Linked DNA regions of Zea mays: all the other regions are linked to region 1. The links are chromatin contacts, called in public Hi-C maps. All regions are on one chromosome and are shown on one strand. Each heading gives the region's core, a stretch centred on a gene start, on an enhancer-like site or on the middle of the called end of the contact. The rest is flanking DNA. Distances are from core to core; before and after follow the strand shown.

The links. A called contact is a pair of places that touch in the nucleus more often than the background predicts.
Region 2: a Hi-C map of leaf shows a contact between it and region 1, with 8 times the contacts expected there. The contact joins the promoter of LOC100280413 here to the promoter of LOC100274026 in region 1. A contact is called at or near these places in 3 of 25 Hi-C or Micro-C datasets (ear, endosperm and leaf).
Region 3: a contact with region 1 is called in a Hi-C map of endosperm, with 3 times the contacts expected there. The contact joins the promoter of LOC100283194 here to the promoter of LOC100274026 in region 1. A contact is called at or near these places in 4 of 25 Hi-C or Micro-C datasets (ear, endosperm, leaf and 1 more).

Annotation. Positions count from the first base shown.
Region 1 is chr4:135,990,555-135,994,255 of Zm-B73-REFERENCE-NAM-5.0, reverse strand. It overlaps LOC100274026, which reads left to right and starts at 2,083. Exons shown (of 4, transcript NM_001148411.1): 1 at 2,083-2,746. The coding sequence starts at 2,219. LOC103653714 reads left to right here. Exons shown (of 4, transcript XR_004857824.1): 3 at 1-1,452; 4 at 1,534-1,867.
Region 2 is chr4:136,232,002-136,235,702 of Zm-B73-REFERENCE-NAM-5.0, reverse strand. LOC100280413 reads left to right here and starts at 2,095. Exons shown (of 12, transcript NM_001361074.1): 1 at 2,095-2,305; 2 at 3,145-3,325; 3 at 3,412-3,438; 4 at 3,555-3,701. The coding sequence starts at 2,156. It overlaps LOC103653715 (a long non-coding RNA gene), which reads right to left and starts at 1,428. Exons shown (of 3, transcript XR_002268777.2): 1 at 625-1,428; 2 at 334-404; 3 at 1-163.
Region 3 is chr4:136,136,994-136,140,694 of Zm-B73-REFERENCE-NAM-5.0, reverse strand. It overlaps LOC100283194, which reads right to left and starts at 2,116. Exons shown (of 1, transcript NM_001156096.2): 1 at 419-2,116. The coding sequence starts at 1,971. The coding sequence ends at 571.

The DNA.
Region 1 (3,701 bases), core at 834-3,333:
GGTAGGGTATATTTTCACCGATTTTTTTGTGCACTTGGTCCTTGTATTGAGGGGTTCAAATCTGGTTGTAGACCGTGGCTTGGTATTGACTCTACCGCCCTAAATGGTCGCTGGAATGGTCATCTAGCTGCAGCAACGGGCGTGGATGGTCATAACTAGATGTTTTCACTTGCATTTGGATTCATTGACTCTGAAACGACAGAGAATTGGGTTTGGTTTATGACTCAACTGAAAAAGGCTTTAGGAGAATGTCCTTTACTTGCTATTTGCACAGATGCTTGTAAAGGTCTTGAGATTGCTGTTGGGCAAGTGTTTCCACAAGCTGAACAAAGGGAATGTTTTAGACATCTAATGCAGAATTTTATAAAGAGATATAGTGGTGAAAGTGGTGGACATATGTGGCCTGCTGCAAGAGCATATGACAAAGAAGCTTATGAGAAACATTTGGATATTATTTATAGGGGTATTCCTGATGCTAAGTTGTGGTTGAAGAAGCATCATAAGTTAAAGTGGATGAGATCAGATTTCAATCCCAACATTAAGTGTGATTATGTCACAAATAATGTAGCTGAAGTTTTTAACAATTGGATCAAAGATATAAAGGACTTACCCGTGGCGGACCTTGCTGATAAGATTCGAGAGATGATTGGTCTTCTTATGTACCGGAGGAGAGAAATTGGAGAAAAACTCGATGGAAAGATACTACCGGCTGTCCTAGCAATATTGAGAGCCAAAACTAGAGGACTAGGACACTTATCTGTTGTTAAATACGACCACTTTACTGCTGAGGTATGGGATAATTGTAACCATCGGTTTGTGGTGAAGGCACAATTGCATGAGTGTTCATGTCTTGAGTGGCAGCACACTGGTAAGCCATGTCAACATGCTTTGGCCTTGATAACAGCTCAAAAGGCTAGAGATGTCAAAATGGAAGACTTTGTACATGAATATTACTCTGTGCAGAAGTTTAGAAATGCATATGCAAGAATGATTGAGCCAATTCCTCACAAGGACAAGTGGCCTAAATTAGACTTGCCAATTGAGATTGCTGCACCACTTAGTAAAAGGAGTGTTGGGAGGCAAAAGAAAAATAGGATAAAAGGTTGTCTCGAAGGTGGAAGTGGTGGATCAAAATCTGGTCCAAATATATCTGAGAATGAGAATGAGAAGACTAAAAAAATGATTAGAGGCAAAGCACGATGTTCTGGTTGTGGAGAGTTTGGACATAGGAAATCTAGCTACAAATGTTCGCTCAATGGAACTAAGAAAAGGTAACTTTTTCATTATTTTCTTAAGCTTGTTTATTTTTATTAAGTATTTCTACCAATGCAGGAAGAGAAAGATAAGAAAAAACACAACCAAAGGATGGACACCTAAAGATTTGTTACCAGGTAGTCCTGTTCCAACAAGGGAGCAAATCATGCAAGAGAGTCCTGGAATTGTGACAAGAGGGTAAGAAATTTTACTAGTTCTGTTCATGCATAATTAGTTTTCATGGGTACAACTTTGAAAGATAAAATGTTACATGTGTAGACGTCTTGCTTTGTTGATGGAAGAAGGAGCATCTCAGGATATTTCTCCTCCAACTGTACAACCTAGTACACTCACGAAGAAGATGACTCCAAAAAGAGCAAAAAGAAGCTTAGATATCTGACATGTTAGAAGTGAAACTAGTGTTGGTTCTTGACGTGTGAGGTTATTTTGTAACTATGATGTGCACTAAAGTGCATTTATTTTGCAACTCTGATGTGCACTCATGCAACTTGGATGTGCCCTTATTTTGTAATTATAATGCCCAATACACTCATATGGATGCTAATTATACTTATGATCAATGGATGAATGCTATGTAGTTGCCCAAATTCTATTTTTGTTGTTTTCAGCTCATTTTGTGTTAAATATATGACAGGTTGTATGTTAAATATTGTTTGAGAGAAGTCAGGGACAAAATAGACATTTTATGTACCTGTTGGTTCATTAGAAGCTGAGAGACAGTGTATAATGACATTTGAGAGAAGTCCAGCAGCTGAGAGAAACGTTTTAGAGAAGTATGTGGCGAACATGACATTACAGAGAAGCCATCGTTTCATAGTGACAAAATAGTAAAAAGCTCGTCCCTGTCTCGGGTATCGTCGCTGGTCGCTGCCGCAGCCTTCGTCCTCCCTCTCCCACTCCCGATCGCATCCACCCTGGAACCCTAGCGGCCCAGCCCGCGACCATGGCGCGGCGGTCGACCCCTCTCCTACGCCGCCTTCTCGCCCCGTCACCTTCCCTCCCCACTCCCCTAGCCGACGCCGTATCCCGCCGCACCGTCACCTACATGCCCCGCCCGGGGGACGGCGCTCCGCGCGGCGTCACCCTCATCCCGGGCGACGGCATCGGGCCCCTCGTCACGGGCGCCGTGCGGCAGGTGATGGAGGCGATGCACGCGCCGGTCTATTTCGAGACGTACGAGGTCCACGGCGACATGCCCACGGTCCCCGCCGAGGTCATCGAGTCCATCCGCCGCAACAAGGTCTGCCTCAAGGGCGGCCTCGCCACCCCCGTAGGCGGTGGTGTGTCCTCCCTCAACGTGCAGCTCCGGAAGGAGCTCGACCTCTACGCCGCGCTCGTCAACTGTTTCAACCTCCCTGGCCTGCCTACCAGGCACGACAACGTGGACATCGTCGTCATTCGGGAGAACAGTGAGGGCGAGTACTCGGGGCTCGAGCATGAGGTCGTTCCTGGCGTCGTGGAGAGTCTCAAGGTATGGAGAATTCCATGTATTGCTCTACAAGTAATAATGCAGTGTGTGGCACGCTGGCAGGCCAGCTAATATGTGCATACGGCTAAATGTGCTAAGCTTATAGATACTGTGACAACGTTACTGAACCTACTGGTCTAATTGCTGGTAGAGTTATACACACCCAGTCTCCAGACTAGCTGGTGAACACAAGCATGATGATCGAATTTCATCAGGATGTTGAATCTGCAATCTTATTTATTTTATTTGGGAAAATTAATCTGCAATCTTTTTGGGTGGCCATAGGTAGATTGACATGCTTAGTATACTTGTTTAGTGTTTCTGTTTGGCAGGTTGATGGTTGAATCTTGAAATATAGTAACTGGTGCATTTGGACATTCAGCTGAGAAACCAATGTGTTTCTGCATTTGTTATGGAAAAACCTGCTGCGTTTTTGTCAGTTCATTTATTATGTGTCCAGCAAGCTGATCTACCTGCTGTGAATATGAGGTTTAGATATTGGTGCCATTGGATAGTTGATAGTGATACAGCATTTCATGGTGACTTACTTAAGTGTAGCCCGAAGTCAAGTGAGAGACACTTATAGTTTATTTAGATCTTTTATAAAGCTATTGGATGTTTGTGAAGGGTGCATGTTATTGCTATCCCTGTCATTCTTAATGGTATGGAAACAGTGCAACAACAACAACATAGCCTTTTGTCCCAAACAAGTTGGGATAGGCTAGAGATGAAACCCACAACAAACAAGGATAGGAAAAAAGACCGAAAGGGTAAAATAAAGACAGTGGAGTTAAGGGTAAGTAGGGGAAAAAAGACAAAGATCATGGTTTGGGCACATTGATTGCTAGTCTCCAAGCGTCCCTATGCTTCCTTAAGATCTCTTTTAACCGCCTCGTCCCAAGTCATTTTAAGCCAAGCCCTGCCTCTTTTTACATTATCGACTCGCTCTAAAACCCCT
Region 2 (3,701 bases), core at 846-3,345, 240 kb before region 1:
TATGATACTCACTAAAATGCACTACATATCTAAATAAAGGCACACTAAGTTTCTATGTAAGATATATCTCATGAGCCGCTTTCATTTGCACATTGTAGGCCTGCCCCTTCATGCTGAGCTCCTTCGCAAGAGCCTTGTTGCCAACCAAGTAAGCCTGTCTAGCCTGTCAGGTGTATCCTTATGTGAATACCTTAGCAACTCATAAGATATACCAAATTTAAAAACAGTATGTTACAGATAGTGGACTCTATTCATGAAAAAAATGGACCTCATCGAACAGGTAAAGTAAATTGCAAATGTAGACTTCAGTATCCATAATGCTATAGTGCTTACCTGCTCAAAGCAGGTATTCCGGACCCTGGCAAAATCACGAGCCTCTCCCCTTGATTCTAAGTACATACTTGCTGGTGGATTGCATATACAGAGAGAAATTAATAAGCGATAATTGGATCACAGTAAAGGAACTCAAAAGTTAGCATAATTCTCCCTGATTTCTATGTATCCATTCCCGATTTTTCACTAAATGAAGAAAACAGGCAAGAGCAAAACTCATCCAAACATGAAACATAGAGGGAACTGTGCAATATGGACCAGAAAGACTTCAGAGTATCAGATGAGTATTACCCACTGCATCACCAGTCTCAAGCCATGGGGCAACTCTTCCGCTGCTGATGCTTTGAAACTTGTTCCCAGATGATTGTTTAGTGCTAGAACTGTACTGCTTGGGTACAGAAAGAGCTGAAATGCCTGCCTTTCTTGATTCTCAGTTTCCCACTGATTTTGATTCTGCAATGATATATAGAAAGAAATATGCAGAGAGAAATCACATAAACACAAGGTGAATTACGAATATCGCATGCACCTCCTCTCATTGAAATGCTCTCCGACTGATTATTTTTGTAATGATTAATCTCATTTATAGCACCCTAGGTCTTCCTTCTGGCACATGACACAGACAATTATTCAAACACAAGGGGTGCATTGCAGTTTCTGCCTCCGAGACGGCCGGCACCACCGCGGCTATGCGTCTGCATGGAGGGGAAGGCGAGGCGGGGGCATGGCGGGCACAGGGGGTTTTTATAGCAGCGTGGAGAAGGTGTGGATTGGGCCGGGGTGTTGGGATGACAGGGGCGGAGGAATAGTGGACGGGGCTGCGTACCTCCCGGGCGTGATGCGGGGATGGGCAGGCGCGCAGGGATGGCGATGGCGGGGTCGGACCTTCCATGATGGCGGGGCGTCGAGGGTGCAGAGAGCGGGGCGGGTCCTCCACACGATGCCCTTCCTTCCTTGGAGCAGTCGAGCGGGGATGGCGCGCGGGGATAGCGATGCGGGCGGGGTCGGACCTTCCATGCGTGGGGCACGACACCCTTCCTTCCTAGGAGCAGCCGAGCGGGGATGGCGATGCGAGCGGGGTCGGACCTTCCATGCGCGGGGCGTCGGGGGCGCGAGAGAGAGCGGACGACTGCAGGCAGAACCGTGCACCAAAATGTGTGTGTACGTCTACACTATTGTCTTATAGAGTAGTATATGATTAAATTAGAAAATGATAGATTCTTATTATTATAACAATTTGGCTCAATACGTGTTTATGTTAGTTTTATATGATTTTTACTAAATTGATTATTATAAAAACGTACTAAAAAGCTAAGTGTTTAATAGTCCGCACCCGTTTTAGTGGCACGAGATGAAACAAACATAACCCCAGGTCCATTGAAGAAAACCTAATACGTATCTCCGCAGGCCGCACAAAATCGCAAATATCTCCCAAGCAAACGAGTTCGCTGGACGCTCTGGCAAAAGGATTCGCAATGGATACACAACGAGCGGTCCACTCCCCGCGAGAGACGCAACCTCTGTCACCGATGCGCTTGCCAACGCTCTCATAAATATCCACTGACATGTAGGCCAATGCTTTTCAATGGGGCCTGGACCCAACCACTACCACCGAAAGCGTCAGCGACACAGCTAGTTTTTGGGTATACACGAGCACCGTATGCTCGTGTCCGATCCTATCGCCACCACCCTCTCGCCTCGCCATAAAGGGCGGGGGCCGCTAGGGTTAGCGCATCGGAATCAATCGTGTTTCTCGCCTCCACGCCGAGACCAATCCAGCCACCGCCAACTCTTTGCCTCGCCTCTCCGATTCGAGGGAACGATGGAGTGCGTCACCGATATGCCCCTCGCGACGCTGGACAGCCGACCGCGCAAGCGGCAGCGGCTCGGGTGGGACGTCGTTCCCGCCGAGATGTATCAGGTTACGCGGCCGCGGCTTGGTTGGGACGTCGGCCCCGCCGAGATGAATCAGGTATAATCTCATTTACAGTCTCCGTTTCCCTTGCCGATCTATTGTTTGGGATGTCGATTTTCCACGCGCAGCGCGTTTTGGTGCTGTTGTTCTAGGGTTAATAGTGGATCTGTAGAATAGCAGTACTGGTAACCGTAGATTGACTCGCTCTGTTGTCGATCTATCATATTACTCGCAGATTTAATACGATTGCTAGGGTCAAGTGGTTGATTTGTTCAGCTTATGATGGCTAGGGTTAGGTGGTTGATTTATTCATCGTGTGATGGGTGACCGGTGGTCAATATTGTTGTTAGGATTGTCATGTTATAGTCTGTACAATCATATATTTTTCATTATTTATTATACCTTTTTTTGTATTTATAATAATGGTTTTTTAAGCTGGTACCCTCGGTTTCGCTGGTGTGCCCATTTTTACCCTTAGTTGTGTTTTTTCTCAGTTTTGCCCTTCCCTTCTATAGCACTGGAAGGGCAAAGGGCAAAACTGAGCAAAAAAACACGACTAAGGGTAAAAATGAGCACACCAGCAAAACCGAGAGCACCACCTTAAAAAAAACCCAATAATCTGTCTGTCCTGTGTTGTGCTCTGTAGATGTTAATTTAGGAACTATAGGATTAAAGTAAATTATTCATTTATTGTTACAAGCAGTTTTATGTAGTCACCGCTGTGCCATAAGAACTTATGTACTTGTTAATGATTTTGCACAATGTTTTGAGACATGAAACACTTCCCTTTCTATATTGCTATTGTATAAACCGGCTGCGGCATGATGCTTTGGTGATTTGGTTGCTTAATAACTCAGTTCATTGGAAAATTTATTGGTTTGTCTCTCCATGTTCAGTTTGCACTTTGTGGACAAGAAGTTGTGAATGCCTTCAGTGCTGCAGTGTTGGGCCTATCTTCAGGTTGTGTTTCTTCTCAAGTCAACCAAGAGCAGCCTCATGATGGTTCCCCTCCTCTGAGAGAAGATGACAAGAATGGGCATTATGTTTTTGCTGTTGGAGATAATCTCACATCTCGCTGTAATTATCTGCCATCAGCGTCTCTTGTTGCCAATGCAAATCTGTTTCCATGGTTGGTTCTTATTGATTCTTTTCTATGCTTGCAGATAAGATCAATGCAAAAATGGGAGAAGGTCAGTTTGGATGACCATGTATTCTGAAATAGTTGATTTAACTCGCATTGGGCATGCCAATACATTCAGCAAATTTTGTCTATAACTGAATGTGTCTGGACTCTGGAATACACCAGGTACCTTTGGTCAGGTGTTGGAGTGTTGGGATAAGGAAACAAAAGAAATGGTGGCCATAAAGATCATCAGGGGCATTAAGAAGTACAGGGATGCTGCAATGATCGAAATTGGCATGCTTGAGAAGCTTGGTAAATATGGTGAAAGCA
Region 3 (3,701 bases), core at 867-3,366, 150 kb before region 1:
GAACTGTGGTGACCACATTAAATCTCTAAGAAAATTCAGTCCAGCATAAAATGAAGCAAACATTCCACAAAAACAACCAGGCGACAAATAATGGAAGAATAATAAAAGACAAGATGGCTGCTTGCATAGTAAATAATCTGCAATAAATTGATTCATATCACAAAAGCATTATAAATGAATCAGGATAGGTTTGCTAAGAAAGTCCAGCAAGTAAGATTGTATTCGTTTTAGTGCTGTTTAAACTCTAAAGGCTGCAAATAAGCTACAGTCATGTGCTTGTGGCATCTTCGAGATTCATCTTTAAGCATATGAACAATATAATGCAACACAACCAAGAAACAACTGGACATGTAACAGTAGATGGCACCTCTTAGCCAAATGAGTTGCAACCAGATATGTGAATCTTTGTCGTGAATGTCATAAATTATGCAAATTCACTTGACAAAAAAAAAGTGTCATACTACAATTGCACATGAGCAACCCCTAAAACTCACCACATAATAACAACTACGGAGCATGTCGCTTTGAGTAAACAAGGAAAATTCTCATGGTGGATATGTTATATCCAGTTTACTCAATGATTTTGTTGATGACACCGGCACCAACGGTCTTACCACCCTCACGGATAGCAAACCTCATACCCTGCTCACAAGCAACAGGCTGGATGAGCTGAACAATCATTTTGATACGGTCACCAGGCATGCACATCTTCGCCTCCTCATCCTTGTCATTCATAATCGTAGTCACACTCCCTGTCACATCAGTTGTCCGCATGTAGAACTGTGGGCGGTAACCAGGGAAGAAAGGTGAGTGTCGGCCACCCTCTTCCTTCTTAAGCACATACACAACAGCCTCAAACTTGGTGTGCGGTGTGATAGAGCCAGGCTTTGCCAGCACCATGCCTCTTTCAATGTCATCCTTCTGCATACCACGGAGCAGCAGCCCAACATTGTCTCCGGCCATGGCATCATCCATGGTCTTCTGGAACATCTCAACACCAGTGACCGTGCAGTTCCGGGTGTCCCGGATTCCGACGATATCGACTGTGTCACCAATCTTGACGGTGCCACGCTCTATACGGCCAGTGGCAACTGTACCACGACCGGTGATGGAGAAGACATCTTCAACAGCGAGCAAGAACGGGAGGTCAGTCTGCCTCTGCGGGACTGGAATATAGGAATCCACTTTATCAACCAACGAGAAGATGTAGTCGACCCACTCATCGTCGCCGCGCTTCAGGGCAGGGTTGACCATGAGAGCCTCGAGCGCCTTGAGGGCGGAGCCAGCGACGATTGGTACGTCGTCGCCGTCGTACTCGTAGTTGCTGAGCAGCTCGCGGACCTCGAGCTCGACGAGCTCGAGCAGCTCCTCGTCGTCGACCATGTCCTTCTTGTTGAGGAAGACAACGATCTTGGGAACACCGACTTGCTTGGCGAGGAGGATGTGCTCTTTGGTCTGCGGCATGGGCCCGTCGGCACCGGATACGACGAGGATGGCACCGTCCATCTGCGCAGCGCCGGTGATCATATTCTTGACATAGTCGGCGTGGCCGGGGCAGTCGACGTGTGCGTAGTGGCGGGTCTCGGTCTCGTACTCGACGGTGGCGGTGTTGATGGTGATACCGCGGGCGCGCTCCTCGGGGGCGGCGTCGATCTCGTCGTACTTCTTAGGCGCGCTGCCACCGACGGAGGCGAGCACCATGGTGAGCGCGGCGGTGAGAGTGGTCTTTCCGTGGTCGACATGGCCGATGGTGCCTATGTTGACGTGTGGTTTGGTGCGCTCGAACTTGCCCCTCGCCGCGCGCACCACCAGCAGGCGCCCGCGCCGCCGCGCGCCCACTGCCGCCCCCTGGCTCCGCAGCCGCGCAGGCTGCGCGGAGAAGCCCAGGGGGGTGGAGAGACGGATGCGGCTCCTGGATGAGGAGGCCTGCGGGAAGAGGAGTGAAGTGGACGCCGAGGTGAGGGAGGCCATGGCGGGCGGCGGAGCAGCAGCGGGAGGTGGGGATTATTTGGGAATGGATAGGGAGACGCGAGCGAGGGTAGGGGTCTGCGCTGCTTATCTAAAAGAAGGGAAACTGGGAAACGCAGCGAGAGGGCGTGGGGTACAGTTGTCCAATGGGGGCGGCCTCTCCGGTCGGGCTCGACAGTTAAGGGGGTGCTTGGGAGTGAAGTTTTTTCACAGTTTTGGGAGAAAATACTGCAGTATTATATATAGAATAGTGTTTGGCAAGCTAGCTAAAATCTCTGTTTTCAAAACTGAAATATTGCAAATACTATAGTTGTTTTAAGGCATTCTAAACTTAGCTCTGGACCTCAGTTTTCAAAACTGCGGTATTGTAAACTGTGGTATTGTCATGACTAAAGTATACTGTAGTATTTCAAAAACTGTGGTTTTCAAAAACTTTGTTCCCAAACAGGGCCTAATCGGGTCATGTCTCACCGGCTCGCGTGCAGCAACCACGGTCTAGGCACGTCGGTGGTTAGTCGTGTTAGGTTGGTCCGTTAATCTGTTCAAATTATCTGATTAAATTAGAAAGTAGTGAAATTCTAGTGCGAGAGAAGGGTATAAACTCGCACCCTCGTGGACCAAGGTTAGGAAACAAGGCTGAGAGACGCTACATAAATGAAGCTAACTGGTAGAACTTCGATGTGATTGTTGTAAATAGTGAATATAAAATCTAAATATATGTATACTATTTTTTGTAAAATAAAAAATATAATCGTGTCGGGCCGGACTGGCATTACGGGCCGAAGCACCAGTCCAAGCACGACACGGCTCTCATGCCGGGCCTGACCCGACACTATTAAATGTGTCGTGATTCGGGCCGGCCCGTCATACACAGCTCATTTGGTCATCTTTAGCGTGGGGATGTCGAGATGGCATGGATGATAGATTAGGCGAGACTCGAGCATGAACTGGACGGTAACCGTCGAAATTTATCGTCTCCACTGATAGGTGGAAACGATTCCGGCTATATATTTGATAAACTAGTATGGTGCCAGTACGTTGCAACGTAACACAAACTATTCGTAAATGCTTATTACCTGCACATATCTATGTTCTTCAAGCGGCGTGTTAGACTGGTTACCTCATTTAAACCGCATGGCATAAAACCTGCAAAATATCAATCATTAGAATTGCAAAGAAGTGCCCTTTATAAATATCAGTCATAAGAACATGTGTATCTGAAAAAGAAATGAGCCACTTCTATTTTATTTTGGTGATTAACTACCAACACATTACATTAAGACTAACATCATCCAACATGAACAATGAGCATAGGAACGTAAAGCAAATTGAGCTTAGAAAAGGGCAAAATACAAATCTATATGGTATCAAGGGAAAAATGTAAGCTCTAGACACTCACTCAAATGTTTTGTGTGTTAATCATACTTGTCTAAGTGTTAGGGACTTTATGAAGTAAAGCCAAAAGGAGCAAAAGAGACTTAGATTAAAAAGGAGAAGATGGACTGGTCTGCACTGCACCGGCCACCCACCGGACAGTTCGATGCCACCCACCGGACAGTTCAGTGCATGGTCCGTCGAATAGGCTGCTCTCGAGAATTTTAGCTTGCATCGACTATAATTCACCGGACCGTCCTTGCGGAGCGCCGGCCAGTCCGGTGTGCCCAGCTAGCCAACGGCTAGTGGCCACGATGGGTGAAAGGGAAATGGCCTTAAACCATTTCTTATATTTTTGG